5 separate regions of the Mus musculus genome follow, and all the other regions are linked to region 1. A link is a contact called in public Hi-C and promoter capture Hi-C data. All regions are on one chromosome and are shown on one strand. Each heading gives the region's core, a stretch centred on a gene start, on an enhancer-like site or on the middle of the called end of the contact. The rest is flanking DNA. Distances are from core to core; before and after follow the strand shown. Region 1 holds the start of Usp2 (ubiquitin specific peptidase 2). Region 2 holds the start of Oaf (out at first homolog). Region 3 has its middle 5.1 kb from the start of Pou2f3. Region 4 holds the start of Arcn1 (archain 1). Region 5 holds the start of Kmt2a (lysine (K)-specific methyltransferase 2A).

The links. Promoter capture Hi-C pulls out the DNA fragments that hold promoters and counts their contacts. A called contact is a pair of places that touch in the nucleus more often than the background predicts.
Region 2: a Hi-C map of muscle stem cells shows a contact between it and region 1, with 2.3 times the contacts expected there. The contact joins the promoter of Oaf here to the promoter of Usp2 in region 1. A contact is called at or near these places in 1 of 39 promoter capture datasets (liver), 4 of 484 Hi-C or Micro-C datasets (liver, muscle stem cells and nephron progenitors) and 8 of 115 datasets of contacts at active chromatin or transcription factors (astrocytes, embryonic forebrain, embryonic limb bud and 5 more).
Region 3: a contact with region 1 is called in a promoter capture Hi-C map of embryonic stem cells, with 3 times the contacts expected there. The contact joins the enhancer-like site here to the promoter of Usp2 in region 1. A contact is called at or near these places in 3 of 39 promoter capture datasets (embryonic stem cells, hippocampal neurons and liver) and 1 of 115 datasets of contacts at active chromatin or transcription factors (extraembryonic endoderm stem cells).
Region 4: a contact with region 1 is called in a promoter capture Hi-C map of pre-B cells, with 2.7 times the contacts expected there. The contact joins the promoter of Arcn1 here to the promoter of Usp2 in region 1. A contact is called at or near these places in 2 of 39 promoter capture datasets (liver and pre-B cells) and 1 of 115 datasets of contacts at active chromatin or transcription factors (memory CD8 T cells).
Region 5: a promoter capture Hi-C map of pre-B cells shows a contact between it and region 1, with 2.8 times the contacts expected there. The contact joins the promoter of Kmt2a here to the promoter of Usp2 in region 1. A contact is called at or near these places in 1 of 39 promoter capture datasets (pre-B cells) and 1 of 115 datasets of contacts at active chromatin or transcription factors (thymic regulatory T cells).

Annotation. Positions count from the first base shown.
Region 1 is chr9:44,064,567-44,069,683 of GRCm38.p6, forward strand. Usp2 (ubiquitin specific peptidase 2) reads left to right here and starts at 2,455. Exons shown (of 13, transcript NM_198092.2): 1 at 2,455-2,654. Gm39325 (a long non-coding RNA gene) reads right to left here. Exons shown (of 3, transcript XR_870690.2): 3 at 1,759-2,665.
Region 2 is chr9:43,237,394-43,242,316 of GRCm38.p6, forward strand. Oaf (out at first homolog) reads right to left here and starts at 2,423. Exons shown (of 4, transcript NM_178644.3): 1 at 1,914-2,423. The coding sequence starts at 2,180.
Region 3 is chr9:43,208,412-43,213,213 of GRCm38.p6, forward strand. No RefSeq gene overlaps it. Among named protein-coding and RNA genes, the nearest start is that of Pou2f3, 5.1 kb to the left of the region's middle. Within about 2 kb of position 2,565, at least 64 of the 459 cell types and tissues checked have an H3K27ac peak or open chromatin away from gene starts, as enhancers often do. A contact at or near this core is called in embryonic stem cells, where this site is marked.
Region 4 is chr9:44,764,735-44,769,386 of GRCm38.p6, forward strand. Arcn1 (archain 1) reads right to left here and starts at 3,074. Exons shown (of 10, transcript NM_145985.4): 1 at 2,936-3,074. The coding sequence starts at 2,938.
Region 5 is chr9:44,879,622-44,884,662 of GRCm38.p6, forward strand. It overlaps Kmt2a (lysine (K)-specific methyltransferase 2A), which reads right to left and starts at 1,668. Exons shown (of 36, transcript NM_001357549.2): 1 at 1,228-1,668. The coding sequence starts at 1,653. Gm39326 (a long non-coding RNA gene) reads left to right here. Exons shown (of 4, transcript XR_870694.3): 2 at 1-3,082; 3 at 4,724-4,823; 4 at 5,001-5,041.

The DNA.
Region 1 (5,117 bases), core at 1,205-3,704:
TCACCATCTGCAGGTCACCTGTGTTACTTCCTCACTGGGCTATCTCAGACCACAACCTACATGCTCCTTACCACCCCTAGCTGTCTAGCTGGCTTCTGTCGATCTAGCCCCACCCCACACATTGGATTCTGTACTTTTTCCTTTTCCTTCTGTTCCTACTAAAATGGGAGCCCCTTAAAGAGAGGCTGTACCTGCTGTATCTCCTATATTTAAAATAAAATTCGAACAGAGTCTGGTATATTCCATACCTACAAGTTCAATGAAGAGGTGGAGTGAGGGTTGGTAAGAATTTAAGTATTGGGGGCTGGAGAGATGGCTCAGCAGTCAAGAGCACTGACTGCTCTTCCAAAGGTTCTGAGTTCTTATCTCAGCAACCACATGGTGGCTCACAACCATCTGCAATGAGATCTGACACCCTCTTCTGGAGTGTCTGAAGTCAGCTACAGTGTACTTACATATAATAAATAAATAAATCTTTTTTAAAAAGGTTTTAAGTATTGCCTTCTGGTTGTGTCTACATTCTTTGGGAAATATGAGAAGAAACTTGAAATTGAGGACACATGATGATATTGGAGGAAAAATTCAGGGGAGGAGCTAAGGGCTTAGGAGAATTAATGATGCAGGCAAAACTGAAGTCTTGGGACTTATCTTGGCACTAGCCTACTTGGTTGGGCAGCTTTCCTCATCAGTCAGGAAGAAGGGTGGGGTATAAGAGCCAAGTGGGAACAGGCTGGAAAGATGGCTCAGTGGTTAAGGGCACTGGCTACTTTTCCAGAGGTCCTGAGTTCAGTTCCCAGCAACCACATCTGTAATGGGATCTGATGCCCTCTTCTGGCACGTAGGTGTATATGCAGATAGAGTACTCATATACATAAATCTTTTTTTTTAATTTTTAAATAAAAATTTAAAAAAATAATCAAGAGGGGGAAAATATATCAAGATTTGCCCTGGCCCTTTTTTTTTTAAGAGGAAACTTAACAGGGTTAGCATTTCACTTTTGTTGTATTTTGTTTTTATGATTTTTGTTTATGTGTTTGTGTGCACATGCACATTTGGAGCTCAGACCATGTGAGTTGGTGCAGAGGCAGGTGGATCTCTGTGAATTCAAGGATAGCCTGGACTATGGAGTGAGTTCCAGGACTACATAGAAAAACCTTGCCTTGAGGAAAAAAAAAAAAAAAGAGGGGCTAAAGAGATGGATGGCTCAATGGTTAAGAGCACTGACTGCTCTCCCAGAAGACCTGGGTTCAATTCCCAGCAACCGCATGGCAGCTCACAACTGTCTGTAACTCCAATGTCTGATACCTTCACACAGACATACACACAGGCCAAACACTAATGCACATAAAATAAAAATAAATTATTTTTTAAAAAAGAATAACTCTGATTTTTCTTAGGGGGTGTTATCTAATTTAACAATAAATAACTCTTAGAAGTCAAGTTTGCAGGCTGGATAGATGGCTCAGCAGTTAAGAGCACTGTCAGCTCTTCCTAAAGGACCAGGGTTCAATTCCCAAAATCTAAATGGCAGCTTACAACTGTCTGTAACTCCACCTCCAGGGGATCAATCATACATGCAAGCAAAGCACCATTGCACACAATAACTAATTGATTAAAAATAAAGTCATTTGCTTAAAATTAAAATACAAGTTGCATCTTTTTTTCTTATTCTAAACCTGATAGCTTAGATGAAATGCTATCCTTTCTTGGGCTAAGTCCTCCCAGTAGTCACCTAAGCGAACTGCATTAGTAGACATGTACAAGACACTTGACATTTATTTACCACTTGAACATGGTCTCCCTAGGCTTCAGCTACATTGTGCAATAGATGACTATAGTGGTTCTTTTACAGGACCATTAAAAAGATTAAATGAGAAAGCTAATATATGCAAAGTACTTATCACCATGTCTAGTAATGTACTTAATAAGTAGCCCATAGAATGCGTCACTTGAATAGTCATGTACGTTGATAGTGTGTTGAATGGACATAATCTTTTTTTACCTGATTGATTGACCTATGGGGCTCTATAAATATTGCTATGAGATATACATGGTTGTTTAAATAAATGCATTTTTAAATATAAATAAATAAAATAAAAAAGTAGGCAGAAAAAGAGTCTATGGAATAGAACATTCCCAGCCCGGTAGGAAAGCCTTCTCTAAGATCTGAAAGCTGGAATGTTGCCTTTTCCCGTGAAGTGACCCTCTGTCTCAGTCTTCCCAGCGCCAGGACCTATCAGATTCCAGTCCACTTCTTTCCTTGCGCCACCGGCTCCAAACAGGCGTGCTTTTTCTCCACGTGGTTCTCTGTATATACCCGGTTACCTGGGAGATGCGCGCCGGGCGGGGCTCTACTGACGCAACAATAGGAACAAGCCAATAGCCATGACGTATATCAGTGACGCAAACGCGGGGTGTGGTTTGGCCGGCCCGGGCGCAATGAGGCTGCTGCCCGCTGGGTGGCGCCGATTTCCCGGGGAGGTCCTTTCTGGGCCCCCGGCGGAGGTGGGGGAGAGGCGGGCAGGCACCGAGCGAGGCCAGGGAGCCCTCTGCGTCAGCCACTGCTCGCTGCGCCGCGCCAGTACCAGCCAGGACTCATCCGCAGCTCCATGCTTGTGCCCGGTTCGACTCGTCCATCCTCCGAGAAGAGGCAGGTACGTGCCACCTGTCGCAGGTCGGGGAAGGAAAAAGCCAGGGTCAGTACCAGCTTTGAGACTCGGAAAGTAGGGTGTCAAAGGCAGCCTGGGCAGTCTGGACGTGAGAAATGTAGGGCGAGGGCCAGATGTGTGGAGGGGGAGACTCCAGCTGTGGGTGCCAGTGTATGAGAGGGGCTGCCAGCTGCCAGCTCGGGGTGCCAGGAAGAGCCATCTGTGTGCTGATCAATGTGTTCTGAGGAAACACTGTAACCGCGGGTACAGGTCTCCCCGCCCTGTGTGTTGTGTAGCCCGAGAATGACCCCTGGACCCTGACACCCCCCTCTCCCCACGTGTGTGTGCAGCTAACAACCTCCCTGTTGTTAAACATCCCGGGGCTATCTCTTGGTCAGTTTTCCAAAGCGGGGGAAGGGGCTTAGGGGAAGCTAGCAGTTAAGCGGAAGGGAAAAATTTTCCACCAATCCCAAATCAGAAAGAGGCAACTTTGAAATTCTCACCAATCCCAAAGCAAAAGCAGCCATGCAATGTTCTCTGACATGCAACTTGCCTAGGGGAGTCCTGGTCAACCGTTTCTAGCTCTCCAGAGAAAAGAGAACTCCTAGCTCTTAACCCCAGAGCTTTTGAGAATGAAGTTGAGTTGAAGATTCTAGTAGGGGTTGCTTATCTCCCCCAAACACGGGCATATAAGCTTGCACACACACACACACACACACACACACACACACACACACACACACATCAAACCACAAAACAAGAGGCATGGAGAACTGATGGATGGCCTGGGGTGGGGGATGTCCCCTACTCTTTGATGCTGTAGGCGCATGCCGCTCTGGAATGAGGATTGGAATGAGGGCGTCCTCCAAAGTGCATCACCAGGACCCAGTCTGAGTCAGTACCTTGTGCTGAGACAGGGTGGAGGCACCAGCCCTCGGGCCTTCCAGTCTCCAGGGAGAGCCATCAAGAAGCAGAAGATTCCTCTTGGGAGCAGACAGGTGCACCGAGGCCAGAACGATGGTCCTCTCATGACCCTGTCCAGCCTGCCTTTGACACCCTGGAACCCTGAGCCCTCCAACAGGTAGACTGGAACTGCTCCTCTGGAGCCAAACATTCCCTGGCAGCCCAAGGAAGCCACACTTGATTTTTTTTTTTTTTTTCTGAGCAAAGGGGAAAGGAGCCCAAGTAGGCTTGGCCTGTCGCCTTGGGAAAGTGGCAAAGTCTGTCTGACCTTTCCATTTGGGGGACGTGGATTGTTTCAGAAAACTGCAGGAATATTATTTGCCATCAGCAGTTTCCTGAAAGGTGGCCCAAGGCCTTTTTCTTCTAGGGTTGCCTGCTACAACTAACATTAGTGACTTGACAGTGAACACGGCCAATAAGCTTGTCGTTTGTTGTACTCTTGCTATGTTCGAGGAGACTTAAAACTATTATTTTATCCTCACCATTGTGAGACATAGTCACGACTGTTGTTATTCATGGGTTTTGTTTGTTTGTTTGTTCCTTTGTGGTTTTTTGTTTGTTTGTGTTTGGTTTTGTTGAGACAGAGTTTCTTTGTGTAGCCCTGGCTATCTGCTTTGTAGACCAGGCTGTCCTTGAACTCAGAGATCTGCCTGTTTCTGTCTCCCAAGTGCTGGGATAAAGGCATGTGTCACCATGCTAGTTCTATTATTCATGTTTTACAAACTACATAGCTAAGATTCAGAGACCTGAGTATCCTCACAAGCTATCTTAGATCCAATACAGGAAAGAGTAAGAATTCAGGCCTAGACCTACAAGTCCACCTTAAAAACAGTAGTGGACTGAAACCCAAGTGCTGATCCTCCACCCCCTCTGTCCATGTCCATAGGACGAGCTAGGTCCTCCCCATCTTAAAATTCTAGCATCTGGTTTAGCAGTTTGGCCTCTTCCTGTTCGCTCAACCTGTGACTGACAGCGCTAGAGAATCCACCTTCTCCATGTTTGGGACTCAAATTTATCCCCAGCCCTCTGCCCCCCATCCCCCATCCCCTTGATCCTTCCTGTTATTTCCAAATATTCCCTCCCAGGATTCTAGCTCATTCTCAACTTTCCTCCAGCCACTAGGCATCGGGTGGACGGTGGGCTTGTCACTGCCCCTTTAATTCTCCTGGGGCTTGGAATGCAAGTGAGTTGCCATCTCGGAGAGGTCAGATAAGATACTATATATATCTAGCTAGCGTAACCTGAGCTCCGGATTACCCAGGCCCGGTCAGACTCCAGCCTCTGGAGGCTACACAGCAGTCTTTTCCCTTCGGGGAAAGAAGCCCCCAGGCTCCATCCAGTGCCCCCAACACAGGTCAGTAGCTCTCTCTTTGGTGTCTGAGCTTCAAGGACAGCTAAGTAAGCCCTCAGTGTGTGTGGGGGGGGGGGAGCATTTGAGAGGCCACCCACTGGACCTGGTGAGTGCTGTAACCAAATGCTCCTCAGGGTATAGGGACAGAGGACAAC
Region 2 (4,923 bases), core at 1,173-3,672, 830 kb before region 1:
CACTATGGGGATTAAAAAGAGCACTTGCCATCAACTCTGAATGTCCCCTCCATCTGAGCAACCAGATGTCCCCCTCCCCATACTCAGTCCAATCCCTAGTCTCCCACCTCCATGGCAGGCCACCACCCCATCGCAGGCTCTGGTGCTTTCCTCTGGTGCATTCTTTCCTGGTCGCCTTTCAGAGCAGAGCAATCACAACCCTTTGTAGCCAGAGGCTAGAAAAGCTCTGCTCCACTCCTAGCCTTTCATGCCCCACCCAGCTTGGCTATCAGACTTCGAGCCTAGGGATGGATAAATCTTTTTTTAAGGTTCCAGGGTGATCACAACACAGGGCTACTGGGCAGGTGGGTGGGACACTAACGGCACATTCTGTGACTGGCTTTTAGGTCAGAGGCTTAGAGGGGAGATTAGATACCCACTCCTGATTGACTCTGTCCAGAACACCATACATAAAATGTCCCTAAAGTTTGGCTGGATGTGCTGAGTGACCAGTTTCCCCTTCTCCACACACTGGCTCATTGGCCCTATTTGCATGTAAGAACCCAGTTTGGGCCTGTGTGGCAAGCACGGGCTACCATTCTGCTAAGTCCTTGGTCAGGATGACTCCCTGGGCCTGGGCTAGAACATCAGTCCAGGCTCACCTCTACTCTACCCAACACTGGATCTCCCTGGTACCTCTGATGCTCATGACAGTCTCACAGGATCCCTAGCTGGCTGCCCAAATTCTGCCCCCTCTCCCTCCAAGGTCTCCAAATAACTCTCAGTTTTGGAATGGAGGGGAGGGGAGAGGAGAGGAGGGAAGAGGAGGGATGGCTATTTAGTCCTGGATATTCGTCACTTCTGTTCCTCTCCCAAAGACAGAGGGGTGCAATGCCTCCTTTTAGGGGGAAGAGCTGAGAGTGGATGATTAGAAGACTCTCCTCCCCCCAACCATGAGATAAGGTCTCACTCTGTAGCTCTGTATAGCCTTGAACTTGTGTTCCTCCTGTCTTAGGCTCCTGGGATGACTGGGGTGGCATTTCACTGTCTTTTCTTTCAGAGATTTCTGTTGTTGGGTCACCGTCACTCAGCACCCTGGAGTTCCATTTCTGGATAACTCTAACATCTCTTCTTCTCTCCATACCACCACACCCACACAGAGACAGAGACAGAGACAGAGACAGAGAGAGAGAGAGAGAGAGAGAGAGAGAGAGAGACGGGACGGGAGGGGGGCAGCTAAACTGTGGACTTCACCAGCCCCTGTCAGGCATGGGCGGAGACACCGACCACCCTTTCCAACTGAGGGGAACCTCCCCTTTTCTCTCCTCCCTTCCCCCAACTCTGCCTAGGTCCTCTGGCTCCCAAGTAGTTCAGCCCTTCAGGTTACAGAGGAGAGCTGCTACCAGACTTGGGAGGGACCAAGGGCAGACAGCTCTGCAGGGAAAGCGATCCCGGAATGGTGCTCCAGGCTGGAGGTCTTGAAACCGCTTCCTTGCCAAAGAACAGCGGAGTAAGGGAAACTAACTTCACACCAACACAACAGGGAGAGCCCAAGGTCCTCTTGCCACCTGTGGATTTCCCCTTTAGTCACAGAGGCAGTGGCAAGAAAGGAGGCCTTGTTAACAAGAACTTTTGTCGGAGTGTCAGCTTGGAGTGCTGAGGAGGGAGCGGGCTTTGAAGCCGGTCAGTGCGTGAGAAGGGCCTTGGTTACTCAGAGCCAAGCAACAAAAAAGCTAGAGGGGTTCACGAAAGAGAATAAAGACCGGGATCTGGGTGCCAGAGAGTGGGCAGCGAGTTAGAGAGGTGACCTTGGGCATGTCACGTTCCCCTTTCGGCACTGCGTTTCTCTTCTGCGGGCTTGAGGGTTCCTGGGACGCCCGACAGCTTGCCCGCCCTCCGTGGTGGGTGGGACAGGACTCTTGATGGTACCTCACCTTCTTGAAATCCGCGATGAAGGAGATGAGAGTGCCGTCGGGTTTGCGCAGATCAAGGCTGATGCTGTCCGCGTCGCTGTCCGCCTGTAGACTCTCCTCGATCACCTGGCTGTCGGGCAGTCTCACTCGGACCCGCAGCTCGGCCGGAGCGCCGCTGCCCGCGCCCACGCCGTGCAGCGCCCCAAGCAGCAGCGGCGACAGCAGCAGCAGCAGCAGCGGCAGCGCGGGGCGCGCCGAGGGGACGTCGCGGCAGCCAGGGGGCCGCATCCCCGGGGCCCCCGGCGCGCCGCGTGGGGGAGGGGAGACGCGCCTACAAAGTTTGCTCGAAGTTGGGGGTCCGGTTCGGGGATTCCCGGCAGTCCCCTACTTCTAGAGGGGAGACTCAACCCGGAGGTTCCCCACGACGTGCAGCGAATTCACGTGGGCCGCGTACAGCCACGCACCCCGAGTCCCGGACGGCGCCCCCCGTGCGTGTCCCCTAGCCGCCCCGATTCCTGAGCTCCGGACTCCGTTCAGCACTTTTCATTCAATCCCACCCCCCGTCACTTCCTTCAGAAAACAGAAACCACCAGGACCTGCCTTAAAGAGACCGCGCACCTCTTGGCCCTTAAAGGGACCGCAGTGGCCCAGAGAGGGGCGGGGATTGGGGACCACGGGGCTCAGCCGCTTTGTGGTCTAGGCTGGCTTTCTCTGGATCCCTCCCTCCCGCCGCGCCCCGTCACCGGCCGGGCCTTGTCCAGAGTTTGCGCTCCGGGCAAATCCCTTCCTCCCATTAAGGGCGGGACGGGTGACTCCCCCGCCCCCTACACCCCTCTGGCTTGTTCTGGTGCCACGTGGATGAAATAATCGGGCTTGGGTTTTCAGAGGTTTTGCTTAGTCTTTTAGTTTCTCTGACACAGCGAATTTCTCAAAAGCGGCTGGGGGAAAAAATCAGGCCTCACCTAGCATTCTGGTCTTTTCCTAGGTCGGGGAGTGCAATTAGGGGTTGAGGGCCATCTGTGCATCCATCAGGTGTGAGCTGTTTTTGTAAGTGAGGCGGCCAATCTGGATGCGGCCATCAAGGAGCTTAACACTTTATGAGCCGTTATTCAGTTTTCTCTCCTGTGTTCAGTCAGCCTTTCTCCAGCCCAGCCCACCGCTCAGGGCCTCTGCTCTTTCCGATAACGGAAGCACCAATCAAGGGCCACAAAAAGACACTCCTGCTGTGCCAGAGACTCCAATAAGCTGAGTGAAGACTTGGGGAGCAGGATTCCCCTCTGGTTGGTGACACACAAGCATACTTTGAAAATTGTTTGAGCCTAACTGTCTGCTAGTGAACACAGAGGGTTGGGCGTCCCTGGAGATAAGGCCCCCTGGGCATGGCCAGGACCATTGTTTCTCCTGTCCATTGCCACTTCTGTTTGTTCCAGGTGCCCTGTGGTCTCTAGGGTCTTGATGACAGATGGTTGAAACTGTGCCTCCCCACTCCACCCCCTTCATCTTTCCTTCCTAGGGGATCTCTAGCACATGATCCACCCCCAACTAGCATGAGCCCGTCCTTTGGAACACATATAGGACTGAAGGGGACTTAAGATGTCCTCCATCAGCTAGAGAAAGTACCCAAGGAGCTGAAGGGATCTGCAACCCTATAGGTGGAACAACATTATCAACTAACCAGTACCCCCGGAGCTCTTGACTCTAGCTGCATATGTATCAAAAGATGGCCTAGTCGGCCATCACTGGAAAGAGAGGCCCATCGGACTTGCAAACTTCATATGTCCCAGTACAGGGGAATGCCAGGGCCAAAAAGTGGGGGTGGGTGGGTGGGTGGGAGGGTATGGGAGACTTTTGGGATAGCATTGAAAATGTAAATGAGGAAAATACCTAATAAAAAAATGAGAATTAAAAAAAGATGTCCTCCATCTCACTCGGGGCTTCCTAAATTTGCCCTACTTCAACTGTCACTTTGATATTCATTATGACACAGCTTCCAGGATCCTTAAGCCTATAGGTTCAGACTTTCTGGGAGAGGACAGGGAGGCAGCCCTGGCAACAAGGTCCAGTGTGGTGCTTGATAAGCCAGAGGTTGGTAGACACTTGGTCCTTGACAGCATCTTTATGGGGAAGCACCTGGCTCGAGGAGTATCTTTTCCTCACTCTGGGGAGTTGGGGCAGGCTGCCAGACAATAACTGGATTGTTTCCTTGGGGTCTTAGAGCCTGAGCTGGCAGCACCGAATTGCCTGGGGTCTCAGAGCTGGCCTCTTGCCTGACAGGATGCTAGATCTCAAAGAGGCCTTCGAGCTGGGAGTGCCCCCATGAGTCAGTTCCATAGTCATTAGGGGCCTCACCCAAATTTCCTAACTTCCTCTGTTTCGGGTCCTGTCCCATCCATCATCACTGGTTCTGTCCCAGGCCCCGGACCCTCCCCCGAGTCCAAAGATACCCACCTCCCCCAACCCCCAGTCCCCAACAAGAACCAAGAAGAGTCTCTATTTCTCTCTTCAGACTTTGTGGCTTGGAAACACAGATGGAAGATGCATCTTCCCTGTGAATAGTCCTTCTCCATTTCAACCTAATCTCTCTTCTTGTTTGTTTGTTTTTGTTTTGTTTTTCGAGACAGGGTTACTCTATGTAGCCCTGGCTAGGCTTCTCAAACTGGCCGGCCACAGAGACCTATCTGCCTCTGCCTCCCGAGGGCTGGGATTAATGGTGTGTGCCTCTACTGTCCAGCCTGCTCTGTCTTTTAAAACAATAGAGAACACGCCGCCTCTTCCACGAGCCACAACCATGGCCCTAGTTCTTTCTGGTGACTGTACCAGGTCTTCAAGATTGGAGAGAAAAAAAAAATCCAGGTTTCCCAGCAAGAGTTTCTGAGTCACCTACCGACCTTTATATGCCCTGTTCTCCTCAGCCTCTGCACTACAGCAAGAATAATCACACAGCTACCATTCATTTTAGGGGTTTGGTTTTGTCTTTGAGATAAGGTCTCACTGTGTATGTAGCCCAGGCTGTCTTTAAACTCGTGAGCTC
Region 3 (4,802 bases), core at 1,315-3,814, 860 kb before region 1:
AAGTGCCAAGTGGAGGAGCAGGGACAGCCTAAGTGAGTCTTTAGGGCTGGGCAAACTGCCTGGCCCAGTCATACCCACTTGCCCCTCCTGGCAAGAAGGAAGGGACTTTCTTTTCCTTTCTTCTGGAGATCAGGTAAGGGCTTTGGGAGGTACATGTGGCTCTGGGAGTCCCACTTTTGGGATATTCTCAGCCTGTCCCTTCATTCCACATATCCTATTTTCCTTGCTGGGCTCTTTCCCTGGGCTCAGTGTCTGATCTACAGCTGGGCTCACAGGCCACCCTCCCAGAAAAATGCCTGCACCAATTCTGCAGAACCCATCTGTGATTTCCGTATCTCTATTTGCATACATTTGCATGGCCTTGTGCACTCAGAGTCTGGTCCTCTGAGCACTTTAGGGCCTGGTGCAGTTTTCTCCACATGGAATCTCCCTGTTTTCTCTCTGAGCCTCAGTATTCTAGAAGCCAGAGAAGTTTATATATTTATGTCCAAGAGCTAACTACCTAGGACTCTGGGGTTGGGGTGTGTGTAGGCAAGGGTGTAGACTTTTCAGGGAGGAAAGCACTGAGAGAGACAGAATCTTGGGAGTTCACAGTTGGAAGCAAAGCTTAAGGGTTCCAAAGACTGGGGCTGGGGTGGGATGGGATCTGGAGGAGGGGAGAGGTTGGCAAATATTGTCTTAGCTATTGTTCATCTCTTCATTCATCCATTAGGAGTACGTGCTCCACTAGTATGGAGAATGGTGCTCCATACTAACAATACAACATCTTTGGGTTTGGGTGTACCTGGATGGGGACGGGGGTGGGGTGGGGCAGTGTGGGGGAGCACAGAGCAACCTCAAGGGTCATTCATCAAGTACTAGCCCCCTTCTATCTAGAGACAGGGCCTATTTTTGCCCTGGAACACACCCAGTAGGATAGGCTGGCCCCAATGCAGGTGCAGGCCACCCCACCCAAGGGACGGAATTCGGGTCCTCTTGCTTGCAAAGTAAGCATTTCTCCACCAAGTGATCTCTCTAAGCCCCATAGGGCATCTTTGGGTTGTTTGTTTGTTTTTGTTTTGTTTTGTTTTTTGCTTTACTTTAACACTCATTTATTTAGTTGAAAAGTAAAGTCACAGGCTGGAGAGATGGCTCAGTGGTTAAGAGCACTGACTGCTCTTCCGAAGGTATATGATGGTTCATGTACAGTGTACTCATATACACAAAAATAAATAAATAAATCTTTTTAAAAAAAAGAAAGAAAAGTAAAGTCATTAGCCCCCACTTATAGATGGGGAAACCAAGGGAGATTAAGACAGTCAGGAGATGATGAAGTTAGGGTTTAAATCCAGTCTGGCACTGGCATCTCTCTCTCTCTCTCTCTCTCTCTCTCTCTCTCTCTCTCTCTCTGTGTGTGTGTGTGTGTGAGAGAGAGAGAGAGAGAGAGAGAGAGAGAGAGAGAGTGAGAGTGAGTGTATGTGTGTGTGTGAGTGAGAGAGAGAGAGAGAGACAGAGAGAGAGACAGAGAGAGAGAGGGATGAGTGAAGAGAAAAGATGCTGTCTGGAGCCAGAAGAGCTAGCTTGGTGAACACAGTTCCTTAGGTTTAATCCTCCTGCCTCAGTTAGCAAGAGAGAAACCAGACAAAAGAGTGAGATAGGAGGCAGCCTGGAGGTTTAAAGGGGGCAGAGAAAAAAAAAAGGGAGAAAGAAGGAAGGGCAGATTTCAATGCCTTCGGACATCAAAAGAGTTACATGCAAATAAATGTAAATAAAATGCAAATTGCCTCACCTCCCTCGCTCTACTCTCTTTGTAGAGCTGGAGGATTCATTCAGAGAGTAGCCCAAGTTGAATGACTCGGTTGTGAAGCCTTGATCACTCTGACCCCTCCCTGGGTCCTTGTGGTGTGACCTCTGACCCCTCCTCCCCTGCAGCTCTCCGAGCAGCCGAAGCTTCCCCCGAGCTCCATTTGTACTCGATCAGCTTCTCTTGCTTCAAGGCCGAAGTCTGGAGTCTAGCTTCGTCCAATGCCTGCGCTGGAAGTGTTCTGAGACTCCTGCGAGGGGGTGGGCTGGGGGTGGCCGTCTCCAGCCTGGTTTTCTCCCCAGAGGGAAAAGTGGCCTTCTTGGCAGCTGGCCTGCAGAGCACTCCCGCTTCCTGTCTTGTCAGCTGGATTGAGTTGTCAGGGCTGGGAGAAGGGTGGAGAGCAAAGCGTCCTGGAAGGCCACCAAGCAACAAGTCCCTTCTAGCTCTTTCCCTCTGCCAGATGGGCTGCAGGGCCCCGTGCATGGTGCTGTGGAATGGGGGATGGGGGCGGGGAGGGTGTCCTCTCTCTCTGTCTTAAGTTCATAAAAGCCATTGAGTCCAAGTTCAGCTCCCCCACCTCAAAGAGAAACAGAAGGAAGGAAGGAAGGTAGAGGCGAAGGAGGACTCCCGAGTCTGTTTTGAATAACACCTCTGACTAAATCGGATGGCATCACTGCCAAGAGGCATATTGCAGAAGACAGAGCAGGACAGCGCCAGGGTGACAGAGCCAGAGGTGTCTTGGGAACCAGGATAAAAGCAGCTGCATCTGGGGAGTGGAAAGGAAAGGACACGGGACACACAGTGCTGTGCTCTGTGCTGATGTCCCCAATGCTGACTGTCCTATGCCACTCTCTGAGCCTGCTCCCCAACTTCCTGCTGCATCCAGCCCTCACCGTCATCACTGAAACTCATAGCTCATTTTGTCTTCGATGGCTTAGAATAGTCGATTTAAAAAAAGTCCTTAATTTAAAAATAGCAACGCAAGATTTTTTGTTTTCTTCCCAAATCAGCTTTTTGACCTTGTGCCCTGCTCCAGGTCAGCCAGTCCTTTCTTGGCTCTTGAAGACCAAGACCACTTATACTCTCAGGGCAAGCCTAGGCTTAGCGTGCCCTCTTGTGGAAGTTTTGAGTGTAACCTTTGCCTATAAAATCCCAGAACCCTTCTGTGGACAGGGCAACCACAGGTCAGGACCTGAGTTCCAGACAAACCGAGATATTGATGCAGTGTGGTCTTCAAGTCTTTGATTCCCATTAAGTACTGGACCTCTCTGTGGATCTCAGGTTTATCAAAACAGTGAAGAAGCTCTGGGCTTTGGGAGGTGTCTCTTCCCACTGCCTTCAAAGGTGCTGCAATTACCCTGAACTCAGTGGAATTAGAGGCCATAGCCATATCAAGTAGCCACCACAGCTACCTGCTGGCTTAGGAACTAGAGATGTCACAGGTATCGTCCTTCTCCTCTGCAAGCTCTCAGTGTCTGAAAGCTTATAGATCATGAACAGATGAGTCCTTCTTCTTATGGTGGAGATCCTAACAGGGAAGTTGTAGGTTTGTCATGAGGCTCCAGTGGGGAGGGGGTGTACCCTGCTGGAATCTGGTGGTAGACCTCGAGAAGAACTGGCTGAGGAATAGACAGCCATGAAAGGTAGGGAGCCATGAGCCACACACAGTGGGGCAGGAGACAAAGTTTCGAGGGAGCAGGGTGACAGCAGCAGCCCTGCTGGGGGACAGTCAATCAGCCTCGCCTGGACAGAGGAGATACTTAGATGGCTTCTCTGATGGCCCAGATGACTACAGCTCAGACCAATGGGAGCATTTCTGGGGCGGAGAGAGTTCTGGTAAAAAGTCTGGTAAGTAACTCCAGAACTTGAGAATTGCTTTGGAGTTGAAGCTAAGCTGGTGCGATGGTTTGTATATGCTTGGCCCAGGAAATAGCACTATTAGGAGGTGTGGCTTTAGAGTAGGTGTGTCACCGTGGGAGTGGGCTTTAAGACCCAATTCCTAGCTGCCTAGAAGTCAACCTTCTCATAGAGGCTGGCCGATGAAGATGTAGACCTCCCACGCCTGCCTGGATGCTGCCATGCTCCCGCCTTGACAATACTGGACTGAACTTCTGAACCTGTAAGCCAACCCCAATTAAATGTCCTTATAGGAACTGCCTTGGTCGGGGTGTCTGTTCACAGCAGTAAAACCCTAACTAAGACACCTGGGCTATCTACTGAGTTGTGGCTCAACCTTGGCTACAGGGCAAGACCCTGTCTAAAAAATAAGTCTGGAAGCAGAGGCAGGTGGTCCTTTGTGAGGAAAGAGAAGTGGAGGTAAAGAGAGGGAGAGACCTGCCCACACGGGAAGGCTTCCGAGGAAGCTTCTAGAGTTTATTCTCAGTAGCACAAAGACCCCAGGATCAATTGAGTTGGATGTTCCCCTCCACCCTCCTTGTTCTTTGAAGGCCCCAGAAGGCTGGTTCCTGGGTGCATAGCACCTGCCCACTTTATCCTCAGGCTTCAGCCAATGTAAGTGTCCATGGCCAATGAGGGCAGGACACATATAGAGTCAGGGCCTGTAGCCCCAGCTCCTCGCTGCTGCAATGTCACACATCTGATGTTAGCTTTTACTCTACCCAGACCCTAGGGCTTAAACAGCCTTTGCCCATACTGCTTCTTCAGCCTGGCCCACCAGTGACCTGTTTGCCCCTGGTCAGGGTTCCCTTAGACCTGCTGTAAATAAACCACAGTGTCACAAAAGGCAAGCCCAGTTAATTCTGTTGACAATCCCACCTGGGGACCTTGGAGGATGGCCACAGCCACCACCACGGGAGGAAGACAGAGTGGGTGGAGACACAGGGTCACATGGCAGGAACCCCATGGAGACCTGTACCAGACCTCATGAGCTTCCAGCTGACAAGACTGTGTAGTGGGTCACGAGCCACCGAGCCACACCAGAACCTAGGCTCAGCAGCAAGACTGACCATTGTTTTCCAGGAGTGTCATGGTATCTTTCATTGTCTGGCTCTGGCTTCTG
Region 4 (4,652 bases), core at 1,824-4,323, 700 kb after region 1:
AAACAGCAAGCTTCTAGCTCAGCATAGCAGAGAGCAAGAGAAGATACCCAAACCTATACCACCCGCCCCCCACATACTCACAATCTGTAAGTCTCACTATCTTAGAAGTCTATAGACTTTATAAGTTTTATAAGCATTTGAAAACTTCTCAGTAGGTAAAGATATCTGTCATCATAGTAAGTCTATTTACTATCTTAATTAAGAACAATGTTTTGTAGATAAGCAAATTTTAGAAATGGGTGGTATCACAGGACTAATCAAGTTTATTCAAAAATAAGTTAGTTAAAAAAATGCTTGGCAAATGTTAAGAAAACTAAGCTTGCAGAAAACTAAAGAAAAAGGACAAATCAGAAGATGCATTTCAGCCAGCATGGTCAAGTCTGTCAGGAAGCGGAGACAAGATGATGGTGAATTCCAGGTCAGCCTGGACTATATAGAGATCTTCCGGTTAAAGAAAAGATATTTTCTCTTGGATATTTTGCATTTATAATTCAGTAAAACCAAAAAAGTTTATTTCTCAAAACAATGTTTATGGACCTGTAGCTTATTCTGAAATATGTTTTTAAAAGATAGAAAGAAATGGATGAATGATTTAGGTGTGTGATAAAATAATTATAATGAAATTTTAAGAGAAACTAGTTGGTAGTTACAGGACTGTTCCCTATAGGGGTCTGTGAAATGTTCTAAATGTTGGGAAATCTTGTATTAATCCCAGCACTCGGGAGGCAGAGGCAGGTAGATTTCTGAGTTTGAGGACAGCCTGGTCTACAAAGTGAGTTCCAGGACAGCCAGGGCTATACAGAGAAACCCTGTCTCGAAAAACCAAAAAAAAAAAAAAGTTGAGGAAAAACTATGAGAAATTTTGATGCAACCTTAAAGATCAAAATTTCACCCCACTTGATATAACTCTATGGTACAGTGATTTTTCTGTAATTAAGTAGGGCCCAAAAACATACAGAAGTACTACCAAGCAGGCCTCTGACTTGACAGAGTAGAATATGCTGAGATAACTGCTCTCCATGACACAGGAGTCTGTACGTATCTGGATCATGCTAAGTGTCGTATTGTATTCGGAAATATAGGACACAGCTATATGAATATGTATTCACATCAAAAGGACAAACAAAAATATTTGTATGCACACATACAAAAGTTTACACATATATGCACACATGTATATGTATACACACATTACCATGGAATACCTAGAGCTTTACTGTTTCACAACAATCTTTCATTTTGTTTTGAGACAGGGTTTCCCTGTGTACCCCTGGCTGTCTTGGAATTCAATCTGTAGACCAAGGTGGCCTTAAACTCAAATATCTGCCTGCCTCTGCCTCCCTAGTGCTGGAATTAAAGACATGTACCACCAAGTCTGACATATTCCTCCATTATCAACGAATTTAAAATATTAAAAGTTCCAAGAACATTTTAACAAACTAGATTTTGGTAAAGGTTATCTGGACTTTTGTTTCCATAAGGTTCTAATGTTAGTTTTAAAATTACACACTCTAACATAAACTATGAACACTCCCTAAAACGTAAAAGAGTAGGTGCACACCTTTAATTCTAGTGATGGGAAGCCTGGTCAATAGAATGAGTTTCAGAACAGCCAGGTCAGCATAGTGAGAAACCTTTTCTCTAAAACTAAAAAAAATGGAGGCTAGAGGTATGGCTCAGCAGTTAAGAGTACTTCTTGTTCTTGCATAGGACGTAGGTTAGAATCCCTGTACCACAGGGAGGCTGATAAGTGTCCATAACTATAGTTCTAGGGAATCCAATACCATCTTCAGGTATTGCACAGACACACAACTTCATATACATAAAATAAAAACATCTTAAAATATAAAAGAAAAAACATACACAATAACAACAACAACATCAACTCATGGAATTGGGGCTCAGGGTCGGTATATGAGGTTTTGGAAATTTTATGTCTAATACCAAATTTTGGGAGGCAAGCCTACTTGATGTAAATTTTATACACCTGAGGCTGGAAAAGAAACTTTCTGTGGTTTAAAGACCAAACATGAATTTCTCCTCTAACCAAATTCTTATCAAAAGAGTTGTTAGTAGAACTTAATAGGACAAGTACCAAGAGAGTCAGTCATGTTACTTAGGTATGCTTTCAAAGCACCTTTAAAAATTCTTCAAAAGTTACTAGATCTAAGGATCTCCTCTTATTCCCGAATATTCAGATTTCAGTCGATTAAGGAGGATCTGGTGGAGTTAATTCTGCTTTCTCCTACCCTCACCTACAAATAACCTCTCCTATCTTGGTAACAGATGAGTTCATAGAGAAATAAGCTCCGCTGGCATCAGAGTCCCCAAGCACAGCCCACCTCTCCTATTCCACATAACAGCTGTGATTACAGTAAGCCACACTCCTGTCACTCCACCAAAACGGTCGGTCCCTTAAAGACAGAAACCCTGTGCTGTCACTCCGTTTCTCTACGTTCTATATACACTCTGCACCAGCCTCGCTGCCAAAGACACGTACGCGCTACCCTAGCACAGGGTAGCTACGGGGACACCGGGGTCCCTCAAACGGGCGCCCGAAGTTACCATTTCCGCACTGCCTCTACTTCCCCCTTTCAATTAAGAGGTGGAGGAGGGAGAAGAAAAGCTTTGAGGCGTGGTGACAAGAGGACGAAAAGCGGCGGACAGGCCCAGCCTCCAGCCCTGCGGTTCCGGAGCTCGCAGGGAACCGGCGGGACCTGAGGACGGAAGACCCGCGCGACAACCACCAGCCCGAGTGGCGGGCGGGCGGACGTGGCGGCGCTGCCGGCGGAGGCTAGGTGGGCGCGGCAGCTTTCGCTCTAGGACTCCGGGAGGCCGTGCCAAGCCTGGGCCGACAGCAGGGCTCCGGGCGCGGCTCCTGCGGTCCCGGCCCAGCCGGCGAGGACGTGGCGAGGGAACCCGGCTCGGCGCTTACCATGGTGAGGCCGCAGGTGGGGCGCGCTGCGCCGCGCTCTGGCTCTGCGGGGACTCGGGCTGCTGCCCAGAGACGCGGAGCTCTGGCCGCTCCGGACCTGCCGCCCCTGACAGGAGCCTCCGCCGCTTCGCCTCTTGCCAAGATGGCGGCCCCAAGCCACGTCTCCAACCGGAAACGGCGCGGGTCAAAGGGCGGGGGGCGGGGCCAGTAAGCTCCGAAGCCAGGAAACTCAGACCCCTGTTAGCCCAGGATTTGCAGGTTTGGCTAGAATTGTGGAGCGTCATTCCTCTGTCCTTTCTTTCTCTTCGCCTGCGTTTATTTGGTGCTGCTTCTTTTTTTTTTTTTTTTTTTTTTTTTTTTAAAGATTTATTTATTATTATATGTAAGTACACTGTAGCTGTCTTCAGACACTCCAGAAGAGGGAGTCAGATCTCGTTACGGATGGTTGTGAGCCACCATGTGGTTGCTGGGATTTGAACTCCGGACCTTCGGAAGAGCAGTCGGGTGCTCTTACCCACTGAGCCATCTCACCAGCCCTTGGTGCTGCTTCTTAAAGTTCGTAAAAACACTCAATGGAATATATAAAATAATCTGTGACCATGAGGAACTAGTATCCTGAATACATAACGTCTAGAACTCCCGTAATAAAGCCGGCATGGTGTCCCCTCACCTGTAATCAATTCCAGGTAAATTAGGAAACTGAGGAGGAAGACCAAAAATTGTCCAGCCGGGCACACGCCTTTAATCCCAGTACTCGGGAGCCAGGGGCAGGACGATCTCTGTAAATTTGAAGCCAGCCTGGTCTACAAAACAAGTCTGGGATAGCCAGAGAGAGCTACACAGAGAAACCCTGTCTTGAGAAGCAAAGCACTAATAAAATACTGACACATACAACATAGATTAGCCTTGAAAACAGGTGTAAAGAAACAGATGCAAAGGCCACTATTTGTTTGCAATGACTAAACCAGGGATATCTGTGAAATTAGAAAGCTTATAAGTGATTTATCGGAGTTCCAGAAGACTAGGACATAGCGGCTAGTGCATTATGTTTGGAATGTAAGTGCCATGGAATTACCCAGAGGCAGATATCCTGAAAGCCACTGAACTGTACGGTTTATCTTCAATATGTAATTATTTTATTTTTAAATCCTATGTGTGTTCAGACATGTGCCTGCGAATGCAGGCGCTGCCTGATATGGGTGCTGGGAATCGAACTGGGGCTTTTTGAAACAGCAACGGATACTCTTGACTGCTGAACCCCCTCTCCAGTCCTGAACTGTATACTTCAAAGGGCTGGGGTTTTTTGTTTGTTTGTTTGTTTGTTTGTTTTAGGGTCCTGAGAGATAGCTCAGCAGTTAAAATCCTATATTGCTCTTGCAGATTTGGTTTTCTCCTGCCTCAAAAAAGAAAGAAAAGAAAATGTATGTTCACAAGTGTCCTTGGTCAGGCGCGCCTTAGAGGCTGTATAACAGAAGTAAAAACAAACGAGGAATCAGCGCGACCTGTGCTTAAATTCTTTTCAGTACTCAAGGCCTTAGTCGTTAGTTAACTCACTACACCTCTCTAAGCCTGTTATTACTCTTTAAACTGGTGGGAGCACATACTTCATAAATTTATAGAGTTAGATAATAGAAAATAAATTAGACTGTATAAGCTAAGTGTTCCACCACAGTAACTGCTCAACAATTTATACTTGTTATTATGGACATAGCATCAC
Region 5 (5,041 bases), core at 418-2,917, 810 kb after region 1:
CCTCTTTCTCCCAACCCAAAGCATCAACAACCAACGCCACCACACTAAGGCAAAACTGTCCTTTTATCTACTCTCATTCCAACCCGGCTTTCCTCCACCCCCTTCCAAGACCCAGGATTGGCCTAGGAAAAGGTGGATCAATAATGAAATGACGAGAAAAAGAGAAGGGCGGGAGGGAGCCAGGGCCAGAGGCTGCAAGCTCTCAGGCGCAGTGGGTGGGGTAAGAGAGCAGCTGCTTCCCTTGGGAGGATGCAGTCCTAGTTCCCCCACAAACATCACCCCTCACCGGGGCCCCCTTTCTCAAGAGCTGGAGAGAAACCCTGCTCCTCTCAAGGAGAATGCTAGAAAGTAGCTCTGCTCCAAGCCTAGGGGAACACTGGACCATTTTCCCTCGAACACACCTCTGGTCCTTCCTCTAAAGGAGGGAAAGGGGTGGAGTTGGAGGTAAATCCCTGACACCAGCAGCCTAGGAAACGTAGCCCTGGAAGATGAGGAAAGAGACAACGCTGGGGAGAGCACTGTTATCTTCGCAGGAGAGATGAGAACGACAAGGTAGAGAGAAAGCTTTCCCCGAGGGGTAGGGCGGAACGAGGAGGCCTGGTGTGCAGGAGGTGGGAGTGGGCTGGTGGTAGAGGTGAGACAAGGGGGAGTGACTGGCAAGGTGAAGACCTGGCTGGGGAGGGAGGGAGGGTTGGTCAGGTTTTCAGAAGCAAGGTGCAGGAAGGGACCTGGATTTCCCAAGGGCCAGGATAAGAACCTGGCTCTGGATGAAGCCACCACCCGAGAGATGTCCAAGGGGGAAGACTGCCCTAGGAGTAACACATCTGCCCAGGGAAGGAGGCGGAGATGTGGCGGGATCAGGTCTCTGGCAGAGGGAGGGAGGAATCTGGCTCGGATGAGGTAATCTGTGAAAGGGAGGAGGGGTTCAGTCCCGGGATGGGAAACCCCCGCAAGGGGGTCTGTGCCAAGGGATTTGGGGAAGGGTCCAGGGGAAGAAGGCGGGACGGGGGCTAAAGGCCCTCAACTAGAAGGGTCTGAGCCCTCGGGTAAGGGCGCCTGGGGGTCTGCAGCCCATAACGGGGGTCCTGAGATGGGAGGGCCATTTGCCCCACGTTAGGGACCCCAGGATGTTTCCAGAATTGGGATGCTCCTCAGACCTGCATGGGGGAGGGGAGGGGTTCTTCAGAGGGTCGAGACCCCGGACCTTGGGGTTCCTCGCCCCCTTACCTCTCCGCTGCCGCCTCCCCCGCCGCTCTCCCCAAACACTGCCCGGAACCGGCGCAGGTTGGTGCCGATGGCGGCCGAGACCTGCAGCGCCGCGTCGAAGCCCGGGCCCACCCGGAGCAGGGCCGGCCCTGAGGAGGCTGAGGACGATGACGAAGACGAAGACGAGGCGGACGACGAAGAGGCTGCTGAGGCGGCGGCCGCTCCCCCTGGAACCCCAGCCCCGCTGCTTCCCGCCGCCGCCGCCGCCACCGCCGGGGGGGAGGGGGGCGCCCCGGGGCCGCCACCGCCGGCCTGGGGCCCGGGGGGAAGCAGCAAGGCCGGGACGCGTTGCCGCGGGGCGCCCCCTAGGCCCCGGCGCCCCCCGCCGCCGCCGCCCCCGGTGGTCCCGGGTCGGGCGGGGAAGCGCCACCGACAGCTGTGCGCCATGTTCGCCCCGTAAGTGAAGCAGCGAGAGGGAGAGGCGACAACACAGGGGGGCGGGGAGGCGGAGGGGGGGGAGCGGCGGGCCCCGGAACCTGCCTAACCCGCCTGGCGCCGCCCAGATGGCCGTACCCCGCGGCCCGCTATGCCGAGCGCCGGGTGGCGCCCGCCTGCCCTGCAATCTGCATATGAGCCTCTGGCCTCCGCCTCCGCCGCCCGGAGGCCGCTGCTCTATGCCGAGCCCCGGGCCCGGCTCCTCCCGCCCGGCAACCTGGATAAGTGCATGCCCCGCCCTCCGGGAGCGGCAGCGCCAGGGAAGATGAGGGGGGGAAGGAAGCCCTGGAGCCCGGAGCGGAGGCGGGTTCCGGGGAGAGGGGGGAGGGGGCGAGGGCGGCGGGAGGATGGAGGCGGAGGGAGCGGGTGGCCCGCAGCCGAGAGAGCCGAGAAGCCGATTACACACGTTCCCGGGACGCGCAGGGACTTGAGCGGCCCAGGAGAACCGCTTCCAGTGCGGCGCGGCTGCTGGGTCCCCGGAGGAGCGAGCCTTCTCCGCCGCTTTGGAGAGCGGCGGGCTTAGCCCTTATGGAACGCTTCTAGAATCCAGAAAGCTCCATTGTACTCCATGCAAAACCCAAGCGTCGCCCAATTGATTCTATGCAAAATGGCAAGGCTCTCGGCGAACGCGCCTTAAAAAAATAAAATCCAATAAAAGAGGAGCCCCTCCCATCTTCACGCTTGGAGCTCTTTCCAAAATCCACACAACCGTGTGGTCGGCCTCTGCCACCTCCTCGCTCCACTGTGCGCTGGAGGGAGGTGAGGGGCTTCTGGTTTCCGTGCCCTTCTCCGGAGTTGGGGTGTGTTTTCCCAGTCCAGGCGTTGGAGCCACAGCGTGCGCTCCGCAAACGACCTGGCGTTACAACGGAGCTGAAACTGGGTGGCTAACGGACAGGGCCTGGAGGGAAGAGGCGGGCAAAGGCGCCCCGCCCCTTCTTCCTCCGCTTCCAGCCTGCCGCTGCATGCAAAGCAGACCCTAATGTATGCACACGGAGGGAGGGGGCTCGCCAGCACATTTCTCATGATTGGGAGGGGGGGGGTTTGAAGCCCGGCGTAGGGCATTATGATACACAGGGTTAGCAAGCCGAGAGGGAGGGAAGAGGGGTAGGGCAGTGCCGGGGGTTGATGGTGGGGTGAATATCCACGGGATTTACTTTATTGCAGGAAATGGGAGACGGCGCCTCCAGCGAGGCGTTAGAAGCCTGCGGGGATGGAAAAGCCAAGGAGGGAGGGAGAGATTGCTGCCCGAAGAATTTGCCTTGGCTGAGGCTTAGGGATCGATACACTGCCTGCAGACCCGGAGCAGCCTCCATCTCCCCCAACCCCCAGCCGAGGTGGAGTTCGCAGGAAGGTCATGCAGCCGTCCAGGTCTCCCGCACCGGTACCCGGCGCTGCTCTAACCAGGACCTCCCCGGGTGGCAGATTTGGGAACGACAGGGTGGTTCATAGTAAGGCAGGTAGCAACCAGCTCCAGCCCACTGGAGGGTGTACTGCACGCCTCCAGAGGTCCACGGCCTCCTGGTGCTGAAAAATCTACGTCCTTCCTACGGAGAGACGTCTGTGCCTGAGGAGAAAATGGGGAGGGGGGGGGGGGAGCGAGGAAAGGAACAGAGAAGGGGAGGAGACATAGTCAAGCCCCAACTCCCCAAACTCGTCCGGGATCGATCATCGTTCCAACCACGCAGGATGGAGCCCAGATGGTTTGCAAAACGCACATTCACACTACGCACGCACAACCAGATTCCGTTGTTGCTTCTCGTGGCTTACTAGGCGCCGAGAGGATGGGAGCTGCGAAAGGGTATTAAACAGCAGCCCCAAGACTCTGCTTAGGACATAACACACCCCATTGTGGACGGTTTCTCTATTGCAATGTATTTTTGCGTTAGGCTCTGGGGTTTTGCTTCAGTATAGCTGCTCTGATCAGTTACAGATTGGCGACCACGTGGATTCCCTCAAGCATCCTGATTTGTTCCCTCTCTCACTCTCTCTCGTTTATTTTTCTTTTGTATTTGCCGCCCCCCTTCTTTAATATGCATAACGGCCTTCAGAGGTAGTAGGCAGGGGACTGAGTGACAGGCTTTATATAACTGTGTCAACAGGATTTCTTCCCGCCCTCCACCTTTGAGAAAACAAACCCGTTAGATTCTGCGTAACCCTCTCCCTACAAGCACACTTGATTTAGCACAGGTGGGAGGTCTGCAGGGTGGGTGGCAGCAGCAAGAATGGAGAATATTTGCAGGCTGTGAAGACATGAGCCTGGGAAGTCGGGGAGAACTCCTTGGAAAATTATCTAGTCGCTCTCTCTCAGGCTGATGCAAAGCGACCTGGTATAGATTAGAATTTGTTTTGTGGCTGGATGTTTTCGAGCAGAAATAACTAGCTCTTATTGAGTACTTTCTTTTTTTTTTTTTTTTAAAGATTTATTTATTTATTATATGTAAGTACACTGTAGCTGTCTTCAGACACTCCAGAAGAGGGCGTCAGATCTTGTTACGGATGGTTGTGAGCCACCATGTGGTTGCTGGGATTTGAACTCCGGACCTTCGGAAGAGCAGTCGGGTGCTCTTACCCACTGAGCCATCTCACCAGCCCCTATTGAGTACTTTCTATGATCCCAAATGTTTTATGTGCATTCAGTTCTTACTAATCATATAAGATAACCCTTATTTTACAGGTGGGAAAACTGAGTCTTAGAGTAATGCCCTAGGCCACATATTTTAGGGATAGGTCCAAAACTTTAGTGGGGTCTAACACCAAAATCCAGTAAGACAATCTTGGCAGAGGGACATTCAATGGGAGAGTGCTTGCCTAATATTTGGAAAGAAAGCCCTGGGTTTGATCCTAAGGACACGGACACACACACACACACACACACACACACACACACCTCGAGGGGGAGGCACTGAGAGAGATTCTTTTTTACCTTTCTCATGTTACCGTAAAGTGCTTTATTCTTTGGTTGTAAATCTTAACTCATTTCTCTTGAATATCAATATGTCATATGGCTAATTTTTTTTAACAGTTACTTTGGAGCTATGGCCTTAGCTATTTGAGACTGATCTTGAACTTACGCAGCCAAAGATGACACTGAGCTTTCTGCCTCTGGACTGCTTGGAATACAGGTGTGTCCCACCATGCCTGTGTTCATGTACTGCTGGCAATCAAGTCCGGGGCTTTGTGACTACGAGATGGCAAGCACTCTACATCCCTATCCCCATTCCCTATTTAAAACAAAACAAAACAAAACAAAACAAAACTATTCTTTGTGTTTATTTATGTGTCCTTGTTTGTATGTATAGCAGGAGGTGACCACAGGGGACAAGAGAGGACATCAGAACCT